Regions from separate parts of the Mus musculus genome. Here all the other regions are linked to region 1. A link is a contact called in public HiChIP or PLAC-seq data. All regions are on one chromosome and are shown on one strand. The core of a region is the stretch at or near the end of the contact, and the rest is flanking DNA. Distances in the headings are between cores, read along the strand shown. Region 1 holds the start of Tmem200a (transmembrane protein 200A). Region 2 has its middle 31 kb from the start of 4930401C15Rik. Region 3 has its middle 50 kb from the start of 4930401C15Rik. Region 4 has its middle 91 kb from the start of 4930401C15Rik.

Evidence for each region. HiChIP or PLAC-seq counts read pairs in DNA pulled down with a chosen protein or histone mark.
Region 2: an H3K4me3 HiChIP or PLAC-seq map of craniofacial prominence shows a contact between it and region 1, with 2.9 times the contacts expected there. The contact joins the enhancer-like site here to the promoter of Tmem200a in region 1. A contact is called at or near these places in 13 of 39 promoter capture datasets (the 3T3-L1 cell line, 3T3-L1-derived adipocytes, cranial neural crest and 8 more), 3 of 484 Hi-C or Micro-C datasets (cortical neurons, embryonic fibroblasts and nephron progenitors), 6 of 115 datasets of contacts at active chromatin or transcription factors (craniofacial prominence, embryonic limb bud, embryonic stem cells and 2 more) and 4 of 9 other capture datasets (adipose tissue, embryonic stem cells, liver and 1 more).
Region 3: an H3K4me3 HiChIP or PLAC-seq map of embryonic stem cells shows a contact between it and region 1, with 17 read pairs. The contact joins the enhancer-like site here to the promoter of Tmem200a in region 1. A contact is called at or near these places in 8 of 39 promoter capture datasets (the 3T3-L1 cell line, cranial neural crest, embryonic stem cells and 3 more), 3 of 484 Hi-C or Micro-C datasets (cortical neurons, embryonic stem cells and myocytes), 5 of 115 datasets of contacts at active chromatin or transcription factors (embryonic limb bud, embryonic stem cells, forebrain and 1 more) and 1 of 9 other capture datasets (liver).
Region 4: an H3K4me3 HiChIP or PLAC-seq map of embryonic limb bud shows a contact between it and region 1, with 3 times the contacts expected there. The contact joins the enhancer-like site here to the promoter of Tmem200a in region 1. A contact is called at or near these places in 4 of 39 promoter capture datasets (the 3T3-L1 cell line, 3T3-L1-derived adipocytes, embryonic stem cells and 1 more), 3 of 484 Hi-C or Micro-C datasets (cerebral cortex, embryonic fibroblasts and uterus), 3 of 115 datasets of contacts at active chromatin or transcription factors (embryonic limb bud, neural progenitor cells and stem cell-derived neural progenitor cells) and 2 of 9 other capture datasets (embryonic stem cells and pancreatic islet).

What each region holds. Positions count from the first base shown.
Region 1 is chr10:26,077,344-26,080,652 of GRCm38.p6, forward strand. It overlaps Tmem200a (transmembrane protein 200A), which reads right to left and starts at 1,620. Exons shown (of 3, transcript NM_001358814.1): 1 at 1,493-1,620; 2 at 795-976. Gm9767 (predicted gene 9767) reads left to right here and starts at 912. Exons shown (of 1, transcript NR_028030.2): 1 at 912-2,104.
Region 2 is chr10:25,867,196-25,870,504 of GRCm38.p6, forward strand. No RefSeq gene overlaps it. Among named protein-coding and RNA genes, the nearest start is that of 4930401C15Rik, 31 kb to the left of the region's middle. Within about 2 kb of position 1,541, at least 3 of the 459 cell types and tissues checked have an H3K27ac peak or open chromatin away from gene starts, as enhancers often do. A contact at or near this core is called in craniofacial prominence, where this site is marked.
Region 3 is chr10:25,885,877-25,889,185 of GRCm38.p6, forward strand. No RefSeq gene overlaps it. Among named protein-coding and RNA genes, the nearest start is that of 4930401C15Rik, 50 kb to the left of the region's middle. Within about 2 kb of position 1,540, at least 18 of the 459 cell types and tissues checked have an H3K27ac peak or open chromatin away from gene starts, as enhancers often do. A contact at or near this core is called in embryonic stem cells, where this site is marked.
Region 4 is chr10:25,926,377-25,929,685 of GRCm38.p6, forward strand. No RefSeq gene overlaps it. Among named protein-coding and RNA genes, the nearest start is that of 4930401C15Rik, 91 kb to the left of the region's middle. Within about 2 kb of position 1,630, at least 84 of the 459 cell types and tissues checked have an H3K27ac peak or open chromatin away from gene starts, as enhancers often do. A contact at or near this core is called in embryonic limb bud and uterus, where this site is marked.

The DNA.
Region 1 (3,309 bases), core at 370-2,869:
AGCCAGGGTTACTTAGTTTTGAAAAACACCAGACTGAAAAACACAGGGACTGAACCTTTAGCTCATTTATATCTGCATATAGTTAACAAATGGGGAATGATTCTAGTTACTTAACTATATCTACATATTTGTCTTTTCTTCTGACGTTATCGATGCCTAGGGTAAAAAATGAATTGTTTCGTGTACACACACACACACACACACACACACACACACACATTCCAAAATAACAAAAGCAGCAAACATAGAATGCCCAAGCCTTCATAATGCATAGTGTTGGCGTGAACACGCAATTATTGCAAAACAATTAGTGAAGCAAATCTTACGAGTCCTTTCTTAGGCAGTCTGTGGGGAGGAGAGTCGTGCTGAAGCCTATAGACAATTACCCCTCTTCGTTTTGCTTATGCAGGTAGGATCACACTGAAATACTGATCTAGGGAACCCTGTTCACACTTTTGTCTACCATAAATTAACGCCGTAGACCCTCACAAAGATTGCTGACTCTGGAACCTTAGACAAAGGAGGGTGTAGCTCCAAGACGCGAAGCCAGGCGCTCTCAGAAGCCGGCTGCTCACAGGCTGCCCCGCACCACCTCTCCTGTACTCTGGAGACCAAGAAGTCTGGAACTGATGGAGGACTTGGTTCATTCCCCCAAACTTTGGGAGTCATTGTTTCCCCTAACTCTGCGGGCTAAAGCGGAGGGGAGGAGAAGGGGTTTCAGAAACCCGGGGTACAGCTGCAGGGCTCGCCCACCCACCTCTGCACGCCCCGCAGCACCCTGGTGGTCCACTCACCTGTCCTGAGCGCCTGGTCTCGGGGCTCCGGTGGCCTCTCCGGGCTCTTCGCTCTCACAGCTGTCGCGACAGCGTGCGCCTCCGGGGACCAGCGAGGGAGGCGGCGGGGTCGGGGGCGTCAGGAGGAATCTGGGCAGCTGCGGGCAGCCACGGTCTCACTCCCCATCCCCGTGGGGCTCCGGCTGAGGACGCGGTGCGGTCACCAAAGGAAGATGAGTCAGGCCGGGGTGCGGGCGCCCTGACTCGCGCATCTGGGGGACGCGGCCGCCGCCATCGGACGAGCGCAGCCCCTATCCTTCTAGGGTACCGGTGACCGAGGCCAGGGCAAAAGATCGCAGCTAAGGCGTCTCCGCCGCCGCCAAGAAAGACAAAAGGAATGCGGGGCTCGAGGGAAAGTTTTGGGCTTGGTTCCTGATGAATTCTAGCCCCCGAAGCCGCCAAGAGGAGGATCGGGGGCGAGGGCGGGACGGGCTTCCCGGAGCGTCGCCAGCAGCCGGGGACCCAGACGGTGCTAATCGCACCGCCGCCCACGACCCGTGGGAACTCCGCCGGCCCAGTCGCCAAGCTGTGCAAGAGCTGCGTGCAGGACCCACCCTTCCCCCCGGACCCCAACCCAGCTACCCGGCGCCCTGGCTGCAAAGTTGTACTTCTAGCGCCGGGATGGCGCCCATACAAAACCCATTTGGGGAACAAAGTACCGCTTCCAGGCGATCTGCTTCATCTGAAGGCCAGCGGGCGGAAGCGGACACACCCACTCGCTTCTCATCACCGTCGGACGCGAGTTCCAGAACGGGAGATACCTGCCCCTCCTGTCTCAATAAGAACTGGGGATCCCCGGCGGACTCTGTATTTTCTGGAAGAAGGATCCATAGGCCCCTCGGTTCCACGCCCCTCGGATGCTTTCTTATCAGATGCAGCCTGGGAGGGTCGGGGTCCCCCTGGCGGCTGCACGAGTGCTGTGCTAACAAAGTCAGACCTGGACCCCCAAGAGATACTGCACTCCTAGCCCTCAGAGGGTTTAAGCTGCTGGGAAGTTAGTTCCAGTAGAGCAGACTGGTTGGGAAGGGTTCTGGGCATGGGGTTGTGAGGGGCAGGGGCTAATTGTATCCTAAGATGATGAGTCTGAGGCTAAGCTCCAGATATCAAATCCAATGAAGGCTTCAAGTTACCAAAAATTATCAGTGAGAAAAAAAAAAACATGTCCTGTCCATAGAATGAAATAATTGAAATAATAGTCACGTGCAATTCTGCAAGGGACCAAAGCGCCCACTCTGGCTGAAGATCAAGTCAGTAAATAAAGTTTCGTATTCAAATTACTGCGTTGGAGTGTGCAGTGTACAGCAACCGTAGCTGAGCTATGGTTTTGTAAATCCATGAGTTTCTTGGATTTTTTTTTTAACTCATAGGCAAGAGGCAAATATTCTGCTCTGGTGTGTATCTATTTCAATGTGTCAGCTACTGGATTCTGTGGGGAAAAAATCTAGACTCAAGAAAATAAGGCAACCCGTAGAGGCCAGACAGGTCATTAAGATGACACTGGCAATGGAGAAAGACTGTAAAAACGGGCAATAGTGGTTTTAAAAAAAAAATCTTGCTTCAGTATGGAGGTTAAATACTTTTTCTGAAATTTCAGGACCAAATGCTTAAAAAAAAAAAAAAAAGAAAAAAAGAAAGAAAGTAGATGGGATGGGGTAGGAGAAATGAGTCACCTTGTAAGCCATCTGTGGTTTTCTTTTCCTTCCACCTTCATGTGGCTAGTTCTCTTGGCCCAAAGCCATTTGATCAGTTCTCTGAGGTTTTCTAGCACATTTGTCAAGGAACCTTATTAATCGTGTGAGCCTAGTAAGGTTCTACTCGTTGTACAAGAATGCCCTGACTCTTCCTTTCTCCTCAAAGCTCCCAAGAGAACACACTTCCTAGCAAGCCTTCCTGACTTGTAAAGGGGTGGGTAATAGGTTCCTCCCATCCTGCTCTTTTAATGTAGCACAGTGTCTACAATGTACAGGGAAACATTTAAAATGGCAATCCAGACATCACAGGCATCACATGTCCAGGCAGTCTTCAAAGAGAGGCTGATGAGGAAAGACTTCGGGAAAAGATCTAGACTCATTCTTATCACCACTGATCACAATTACCAATCTGAACTTATATTCCAGTTATTCAGTCAAAGAAGAAGGAAGAAGGTGAACTAGATAACATCATCAACATATTTTATTTTTAAAATAATTACTACTAGTCAGAAAAATTCAGTAGTAAATAGCCTTGTAAATTGAGGGTTATCTGCCATTCTATAGTCTAAGCAACCTCCCAAGAAGATATTCATCAGTCCCCCTCTGGCTCTTAGTGTTCCAGGCAAGCTCAGGTAAATTATTTAATCTTTGCTAATGGCCAATATTTTCCATCTGGAAAGAGCCCAGTGAGCATATCATGTCAGTAATGGATTTTGGATTTAGTGGCTTTATATCCACTCTGGTGTAATGGATGGGAATCAACTATTCCCTATTTGGGGGGTAAA
Region 2 (3,309 bases), core at 291-2,790, 210 kb before region 1:
GATTCTTCCAGCTCCCAGATAACAGTGAGATAGTCTACTTGTCCATCTAACTTTGGTATTCAAGTTCTTTCTTCTCTCTAGAAAATGAGAAACACAAAAAACAGTGTCACAAACACAGAGGCAAATTCTCTGAGGACAAAGGGCCATTCCTGTAAGACTGTGTTGCTAATGCTTTGCATAGAGCCTGACTGAAAACTAGAATCTAAGAAGTGTATGTCTGACAAGTAAGAGGGTGAACAGAAATGAATGTCCATGGAGTGATGCACATGAATGGATAAAGTGAGATTCCAAAAGGAAGCACAGAGGGTTTTTTTTTTTAAAACCAAATCTATTTTTAGAAAGAAAACCATATTATTTCAAGAGCCTTTGTAATACAAATGTATTTCTAGCACCTGAATTATAAGTGCTTATGGTAGAGCAAACATCTCAGTTCACAAAGAGATTTACACCATGATTTCAACCTGCTCTGTAATGGCAAGGAATCCACTTTCTGGGTTGCTTTAAAAGGAAATACAAGGCAATCTTAAGTTGTTATATCTATTTGTCAAATGATACAATAACCCCAATGAAGCACTTTGGTTGACAGGTTTAGCCAACTTTCCTTGATGCCTTTACACAGCTAGAGTGTACCATAACCTCTTTAAGGCACACTATTCTTTTCTGTCTCATGGCTCTACACATTCTCTGGTGAAAATGGAGCCCCAGTTCAGATGCATGGGTCAATATATAATTATTTCAGTTATCCTAATTCAATCATCTAGATCTGTGGGATTAATAATAGAATGTTTATATTCTCTTTAAGTGACAAGTCCCATTTCCAAAGTCTGGCTGTCACAAGTCAGCCTCTGGTCATGTACAGTAAATATCAGAGCCGTTTGATCCTCTGGATTTCTATGTGAGAACACTTATAGTCAATGACCTCTAACAACTACAATAGCTATTAATAGTCTTAAGAAAATGACCTTCCTGTATGAGGATAACAAAATAACTTTTGAAAAAAATTCAACTCCACCTCATAAAAACTGAAAAGATGATAAAAAGCAGAAATTTCTCATTTATCTGACTTTTATTTACCTAAAAGAACTACAAATCAAATCATCTCTGAAATTTGTTGTCTTTGAGTACAGGAAGTATCAAGGGAAATGCCATCCGAGGCATTATTGTTGAGCTGTGTCAGGTTCCCACTGTGTAAGGTTTATATCAATTCAGGAAAGAGTTAGGGATTTTTAGTGAAATGTAGCTATGTTTTTAAAAGTACTCAAAACAGGACAATACTCAGGCAAACAAAACTCCAAATGTTCAAAATTGAAAGAGACATATTTGTGTACATGGCGTACATATCTGAGACCTCCTCGTTCTGGAAAACACCTTTGTGGTTAATGGATGTGATGTTGCCATGTGTTCTTCACTGTCTGTGGGATTCTTAACCTCATTAGGGACAAGGGCTCCATAGTTTTCAGTAAAGATGAACACAAAGTCACCCTGAGAAAGGAGTCAGTGTATATGGAGCAGGCTCAGAAGATGCTCCCTTTTCAACGTTGATAAGTCCTTGGCAGATCCAGAGAGGCAGACGTGAATGAAGACACACTAGCAATTTAGTAAGATTGAGTGACAGATTTAATAAATGATTTGTGTGCGGAACGGCAAGAATCTAGGGAAATCTCCTTGTCGGGATACTGCAGTAATCTTCTTGCAGACATTCTTAATCACCTGCACCATTCTGCTCAAGGCTGAGATGTAATGAGATGCAGAATGGTCTCCTAATCCTTCAAGTCAGCTCAAGTTACTGCAGGAATAATGGTATCGTGTGTTACATGTAAGTACCAAGGAGCTCTGATTGTCTCAAGAAGGATTTTACAGAGTAAGCAAGTAGGGATTAGAGCCCACATCTGCTTGTCTCTAAAATGCACGCTAAAACCCACAGCCCTCCATTTTCTCAAGTCAACATGATTTCTGTATCTGAATAAGATCTGGTTGGCTTTCTTTCTAAAAAAGTGGAAACACTGTCACCAGGAGTCCACCTGCACAAGCCAGTGCTGAGCGAACATTAGCAGAGGTCATGTAAAAGTGGTGGTTTGAATAGGGATGGCTTGGCCCATAGAGAGTAGCATTATTAAGAGGTGTAGCCTTGCTGGAGGAAGTGTGTCACTGTGGAGGTAGGCTCTGAGGTCTCCTATGCTCAGGCTATACCCAGTGAGACACAGTCTTCTTCTGTTGCTTGCAGATCAAGATGCAGTGCTCCCAGCTTCTTTTCCAGCACTGTGTCTGCCTGCATGTTGCCATACTTCTGGCCATACTGATAATGCACTGAACTTCTGTAACTAGAAGCCAGACCCAATTAAATGTTTTGCTTTGTAAGAGTTCCTGTGGTCAGGGTGTCTTTTCACGGCAGTAGAAACCCTAAACTAAGACATGCTATAAAGTGCTCATCACCCATGCAGAAGAGCTGGAACGTTTAAGAGGTTGGACCTATTAAAAGGACTCTAGGTCACTATCTGCCCTTGAAGGAAATTGTGGAGCTTCCATGACTTCCTCTTCCTCTGTAGCTTTCCAGCTAATGAGATGGAGAATTTCTGGTTTCTTCTGCCATGAAGAGTTACTCCTGCCAGAAGTACAAACACATCTTGTATCAGAAACTTAAGAAACACGAGTCATAAAACTATTCCTATGTATAAGTTAATTGCCTCTGGTAGTTCCCTTGGGGGCAGAAAGCTAATGCAGGAGGCAACATGTATTTGACAACTCATGAACAACTTGAAGTTGCAGATGTGACAGTCTTTGTAGTGAGGTAATGACAGCAGCTATCATTTCCACACATTCTGTCAGCTGATAATGAGTTATCTGCATGCACATTTTTTCCTTTCACCCTGACCAACAGAAGCTCAAGCTATAAAATAGTGTATTCAAGGTCACAAAGAACCAAGTGTGTAAGAGCCCATGTCTAATACCAGCACTTGGGAGGCCAAGGCAGGAAGATCTCTATGGGTACCAAACCAGCCTGTGAGTCACAGGCCAGCAAGGCTCTACAGTGAGATCCTGTCTCAAAACCAAACAAAGTCAGGAGATTAATCTGCAGAGTCAGCGAGACCCATTCACAATTCAAAAATCATATGCAAGTGAAGCAACTCCAACCCTGCATTTAGGTTAAATCCGATATTAAGTTCAATTTATGTTTGATCAGGTTGTTTGTTACACATTTGATTAAGTCATTTGGTAGTATATTTCTAATGCATACAATTGATGCTTGGTAATTAAAAGACTTGGCAGTGGGCAAACCCTTTTGATTTAAAGAGAGGATGCTCTGATTTC
Region 3 (3,309 bases), core at 290-2,789, 190 kb before region 1:
TCAGGCTAGGCCAGAGTTTGTTTTGCAGTGGACATCTGTTCGTTTTGATTCTCAGCTAAGCCAGTCAGTATTTTACAAATCCTGCAGAATGGCTTCAGTAGTAGATGCATGGTCTCAGGGTGGAAAACGTTTGCGTTTTCTGTCCTGTGAAGCTTTTTGTGGGGACAGAATGGAATCAAGGCCCAGTTATCTGAAATAGATATTAAAAAGTCAAGTCCTGGTATTAGGACGTTGGAGCCTTGACTGAAGCTTTAGCTGAAACTAGTGGCTTCCTTGGGCTTTCCGGTTATTTGAGTTAACAATATCCTCTTTTTGTCCATTGCTATTGGACTCCCACTTGATTGCAAAAGTCTGAAGTTATTTGCTGTTCAATTTATTTATTATTCCACTTGACAGTAAGTAAATGACCCAAGCACCAGAACCCATTTCCTAAGAAAGATTAAATGAAACCTTTTAACACATGTTGTGTGCTTGGTTACGTTGTATTTAAGAAAATGTTATTTACCAATGCTATCACTTTATGCAGAATTTCCTAGTGTTCCAGGAGCTTGACTTTAGGAACTGACCCACCAGGATTCTAATCTTAATCCTGGCACTGACTAGCTGTGTAAACCTGGAGACATTTTGTTTTCTATGGAGCTTGGTCATTTCATATATAAAACTGGGAAACCATTACTACCTTCTTATAGGTTTGTTCTGGGGTGACAGAGTTAATTCTTATTAAATGCTATCTACAGTCCCAGGCATATGTGTGGTCAAGACGTAAAACTCCATTAGTCATAACACACACATATCTGATAGGATAGAGCCTTGGACATAATAGATGGTTGGTTCAGTAATCTAAGCATTGACTAATTCAGGCGAAAGCTGATGAATGACAGAGTAAATATGACGCTGGATTTGAAGTCAGGAGAATTTGGTTCCTGTCACCTGTTCTCTGGTCTTCTGAAAATCCTTCAATGATCAGGAGCCGCAGAGCTCAGAGGCCAGAGGCTGTTGGTTGTGGATTGCCTTGGTGCTATTTGTATTAGGGGCTAATCCTGGCCCGACGAGGATGGGGGTGTCACTTACTTGGGAGATTCCATGTGAGCCTGCTCCCCATTGTGATTGAGCAGGGGGAGGGGAAGGGGGAAGGGGGGACTGGAAGTTTTAGAGAAGGAGAGAATGGAAGGAAGGAAGAAGAGGATGACTGGGGCGGAGAGAAGAGGAAGAGAAAGAAGAAGACAGAGCAGACTCATGTGGCTTGGAGGAACTGCAAGTAGCTAGGGATTTCATAGCTGGGGAATAGAGTCCTGTAGTGGTCTATCTGCCTAATCTAGGCATGCAGCTTATAAATGCTATAACTGAATTGTGGTTTTTGTTTGTTTGTTTGTTCGTTCATTTGTTTTGAATGGGCATATTGTGGTTGGAGATTTACTGATACAAATCTGGCTGGTATAAATAATAGTGTTTTCCTTTCATGGGGCTAAAGGGAACTGAGTCTACAGACCAGCCACAGGGGAGAATGGTAGCTCCAGGGGTTTCTGGAAAAACAGGTTTGGGCTGCTTAGTAAACCAGCCTCGGGGAACTAGGGCCGAACAGCTGCTTTTGGCGCCAGGCAAGCAGCAAGGGGAGATCAGGAGAGCCCAGCATGAGAGCTGAGTGAGATGGGGCGGCTGCCAGCCCCAAAACCTAGCCAAAGTTAGCATGGATTATTAAAATTGGAGGTTGGTGAGATGGCTCAGCGGTTAAGAGCACTGACTGCTCTTCTCCTGAGTTCAAATCCCAGCAACTGAAAGACCCACAACGTGAGGACTCCCCCACGTTCTGACTCAGGAGAGGCGACACCCCAAAATCACCCACAAGAAACGGGTCTTGCTGCAAATTGCAAGAGGATTTTTATTCAAAAGCGCTCTCAGGCCCATGGTCATACACCACGCAGGGGTAGAGGACTGTGGCGCCCCGAGTAGCTGGGTAAGGGGGTATTTAAAGGAAGAAACCACAACTTAAGGAAGTGGGGAGGGCTTTGTTGGAAGATACCAAAGATACCAGTTAAGAGTCACAAGGAAGTGTAAAGTTACAAGAGTCACAAGGAATACCTGGTAATTGTTAACTCTCAAGACAGCTTCTAAGAGCCTCTAACAATAGCACATTTGCATTGCAGGTTCTGGTAATGGCCAGGGTGACTTTCTTTGAATGAGCACTCTTTGAACCCAGGAAGCGGGTGGGTAGAGGAATGTCGATATCTCTTTTATGATTAGCATACCTTTACAAAGGCCACATTCCCAAGCCTGGGCCTAAAAGCCTAGAATTCTGTTTTTATGTTGTTATACTTTCACAACCACATGGTGGCTCACAACCATCTGTAACAAGATCTGATGCCCTCTTCTGGTGTGTCTGAAGACAACTACAGTGTACTTACATATAATAAATAAATAAATCTTTAAAAAAAGGATTATTAAAATTGCACGCAACAGTTAGTGCCACCTTTATGTTTGGTTTTGGTTTCTTCTTGTTGTTATTTTCATTTTGTTTTGTTTTGTTGTTATTTTCATTTTGTTTTGTTTTGTTGTTATGAGACAGTGTTTCTCTGTGTAGCCCTGGCTGTCCTGGCACTCTGCAGACTTGATTGGCCTCAAACTCAGAGATCTGCCTGCCTCTGCCTCCCAAGTGCTGAGATTAAATGTGTGCACCACCACCGCTGGCTATTGTTATAACAGTAAAATGTAACTGTCATTCTTGTAAAGTTTACATCTCTTGCAGTGAATCCCAGGTTCTGCCCTGGCTGTGAAATGCGATGGTGTCAGAAGCATTGTTAAAGTGGTGACACTTGGCAGAAAGTGAAAGAATAGACATTTTATCATAACCAGTTTCAGAGCCTGCTGAGTTGGCTGTGGGTTAAGGCCCCTGACTCTGTGATTTTAGACTATTCCTCATGTGATAGGACCTCTTATTAAGAACCACTGGCAGAAGTCACTGTGAGTTGTGAATTCAGCAACTACTTCTTTTCTCATTAATATGTATGTATGTATGTATGTATGTATGTATGTATGTATTTATGTATGTATGTGTTTCTTTTTGCACGTATGCCTGTAAGCCTCATGCATGCAATATCCACAGAGCCAGAAGACTGGATTGGGTTGGATGAGCTGGGACTAAAATTATAAGCAGTTGTAAGCTACTATGTAGGTGCTAGGAATTGACCCCCTGTGCTCTGGCAGAGCAGCCAATGCTCTTACTTTGGAGCCACCTCTCCAGCTCCACTATTTCTTACATGGAAATACATTATGGGACAGGGGTAATGGCTCAGTTAGTAGAAGGTATTTTTA
Region 4 (3,309 bases), core at 380-2,879, 150 kb before region 1:
CAAAGGTTATAGACTGCTCTAATATCTACTTCATCCCAATTTGAGATATATGGAACGGCATTGTCTGCAGGAAGACTCAAGGGTTGTCCGGCAGCATGTGGTCCCGAAGCATCGTTTCTGAGCAGGTGCCTGTTTGTCTCCTGTTTTCCCTGGCTGACGGGAAAGAGCTGAACACAGCACACTTGCTGTAAGCCCTAGGTTCCTCACTTGGGATAGTTCATCCAATCTCCACACTGCTCATATTTTCATGACAGGAAACTTAGAAACTGACTCAGAAATAAAAATGTCACCACTTAAGCTCACATATTGTCATTTAGAGTTAAGGAATGAACTCACATCTGTCTTCCCATCAAACTGTCCTTCCCACATCTCTGTAGAACCAGAAGGTCATTTTTGTCAGTACATCAAGAATTGGAAAGACCTTTACAGACAGGTTCACATTGAAGCTCCTGGGAGGCTGACTCCCTGAGTTCTGATTTATAATATACAATGAGAAGTCAAATTGACAAGGGAGACAATAGAGCATTGAACCTGCATTTCTCACTGAATACAAGGGACACTTAGAAAGCAAAATGGAGTTTATAATATCCCTTAGTGGGTATCAGCCAGAAACAAAGGACTAGAATGACCTTATATGATAAGGCTCTGCCAAAGGCCACTCAGATGGCCTTCCTCACTGTGGATAGACGACAGTGATTGCTATAGTATCTCTTAACACAGAGGCCACCAAATTCCAGGGAACAGGAATACTTACAATTAAATTTGATCGTAAGATAAGAATTTCTCCTAGGGCTGAGAGTGTACTTTAGTGACAGAGGACATGCCTATTCTGTGTAATGCCTTCAGTGTGATCCTTTTGTTATACACAGATTCATACCACACACACACACACCACACACACACACACACACACACACACACACACACAAGACATATGCACTCACACACCACAATACACTCACAATACTCATGTTACACACTCACACACACACACACACTCACACGTAACACACTCACACTTTCATATCTCATACACACACACACACTCACACGTAACACACTTTCATATCTCATACATACACACACACACACACACACACACACACTCATACGCACTACAAAAGCATCTCATGTCCTATGATGATCCAATCCCCACTAAAATCCTATTTTAAAACCTTTCTTACAAAGGAAGTTCCCTGCTCCTGATAGTTAGGGGTTTCTGCCTGAAAGCAGATTTTATTCCAAGCTGATTGGTGTGTAGTTTCTGCATATGCTTTCCGATTTCTGGAAAGGATGAGTCAAGCCGTGTCTCTTCTGTTAACCATTTATGGCAGGTTCCATGAGTCTAGGCAGAGGAGCAGAGGTAAGGTGTAGAGTTTTGGGGCAGATGGCAGCTCTAAGGCCTCCACGGCTCTTCCTAGCTGAGTGATCACAAGCAGAGGCTCACTGTCTCTGCATTTCAGACTCTTTATTTTATAAACAGAGGATAATTGAAGCACATTTATTACTGTGTGTATATGAGGGTAAAAGACTGATTGTGTATAAAGTTCCAGACAGTGCCTCACAAAGAGGTCACTCCCAGCACACATTAGTTTGCTCTCCAGTGCAGGCCTGCAGGTCCTCACTCTCCTGACTTCGACTTTCCCCCACACTTGCTGTCCTTTGATGGCGCTCCCTGACAGTCCTACAGCATGAGGCTTGCGTTATCAGTGTCACAAAGTTCGGAGATTCTTTAGCGTTGTAAAAGCCATCTGTTTGGTGCAAATCTAACACACTCATAGCTGGAATACCTAAGTCTTTATTGTTCCTGGTTTTGTTTGGTTTTAGTTTTGGTGTTTTGTTTTGTTTTGTTTTTGAGACAGGGTCTTATTCTGAAGTCTAGGCTGGTCTGGAACTAATTATGCACCGCACTGCTCTCAGATTCACAGCTCTCCTCCTGCCTCACGGTAACAAGTGCTGGGATTTCTGCCACAAGCTACCCGTGCTTGGCTAAACATAAGGGGTCTGGGTTTTATTTATTTGTTTTTTTAAGCCTCATTTTAATGATATCTGTGACCTTGGCTATAAATTTCTCAGATTTTACCTTTCTCTTGAGTAAGTGGAAATAAAATGTTCTGCGAGAAAGACCTTTGTTCACTGAGTGATTGCAAGGGGTGGGGACAGACCTAGTGACTCGTGCCTTTATTTGCAGAACAAGGAGGCAGAAGTGGGTGGATCTGTGTGCATTTCCAGGTCAGTCTGGTCTTTGAAACACAGGTCAGCCAGGGCTGTCCAGTGAGACCCTGCCTCAAAACAAAACGAAATTATTGCAAGGCCTAATTAGCTGTTTTTCATGAAGGCAGTGTGTAACTCTAGGATTGTGCCAATGACAAGGATACACCTTTCTCTTCCATCTTACCCTTGAGTAACTGCAAGCCTCTGTTCCTCTCCTCTAAGAGTGAGAGTTGGGGACAGCTCTTCTGACCTGTGATTCTTCCTTGCTAGAGGAAGCAGCTTGGGCAGCTTTCTCACAACAGATATGATGAGTCTCCTGACCTCCTGAACTGTGACGTGCATCCCTCCTCTTGACCCATCACTAAGCTCGTCTCCTGGGTCCCCTGCAGGTTCACGTCTGTCTTGGCCATGGCCCCTCCCCCTTCTCTGTCCCACTGGTGATGAGATGCGTGTAGCCAAGCAGTGAAAATAAACAAGGGCATTTGATATCTGCTCTACAAGTTCAGCTGACTTCAGGCCTCATTCGTCTCAGCTAAGATATACATAATCCATGGGACAGGGCAGGAGGCTCCTTAGTCTCGGCCACACAGCCATTATGATTTGACAGAGGGAGGATTGAGAGCGAGGGTGGTCAGCAACAAGCAAAGCAGACTGCTTTTGAGCCTCTTCTGTACTCACTGGAAACTTCAGCTTCTAACAGAATCTTGTGGTGTGGATGGATGCCCCTTAAACAGGCTCCACTTTTAACTGTTCACTGATGCCAGCTCGTCACAAAGAAAAAAACAAACCTGAAGGGTCAATTTACAAATACATTCCATCCAACAATAAAATGAGGGGGGAAAGTCCACCGAGAGAACTGGATGTAAAAATGCTGAACAAGAAACAGATCCAATCTGCACTGAACCGTATTTACAGGGAAAGCCATCTGGCTGTGGTCCAGTTTGTACCTCTCTGCTCTGCTCAGAATGCAGCAAACTCTATTCAGCAGAGTCTTTTCCACAGGCGGCAGGCGTTGGCTTATCTAATGTGGGTTTTTGCTGCCAGCAACAATGGTTCTAAAAATAAGCAGGACAACTGTATACCTCACTGAATATC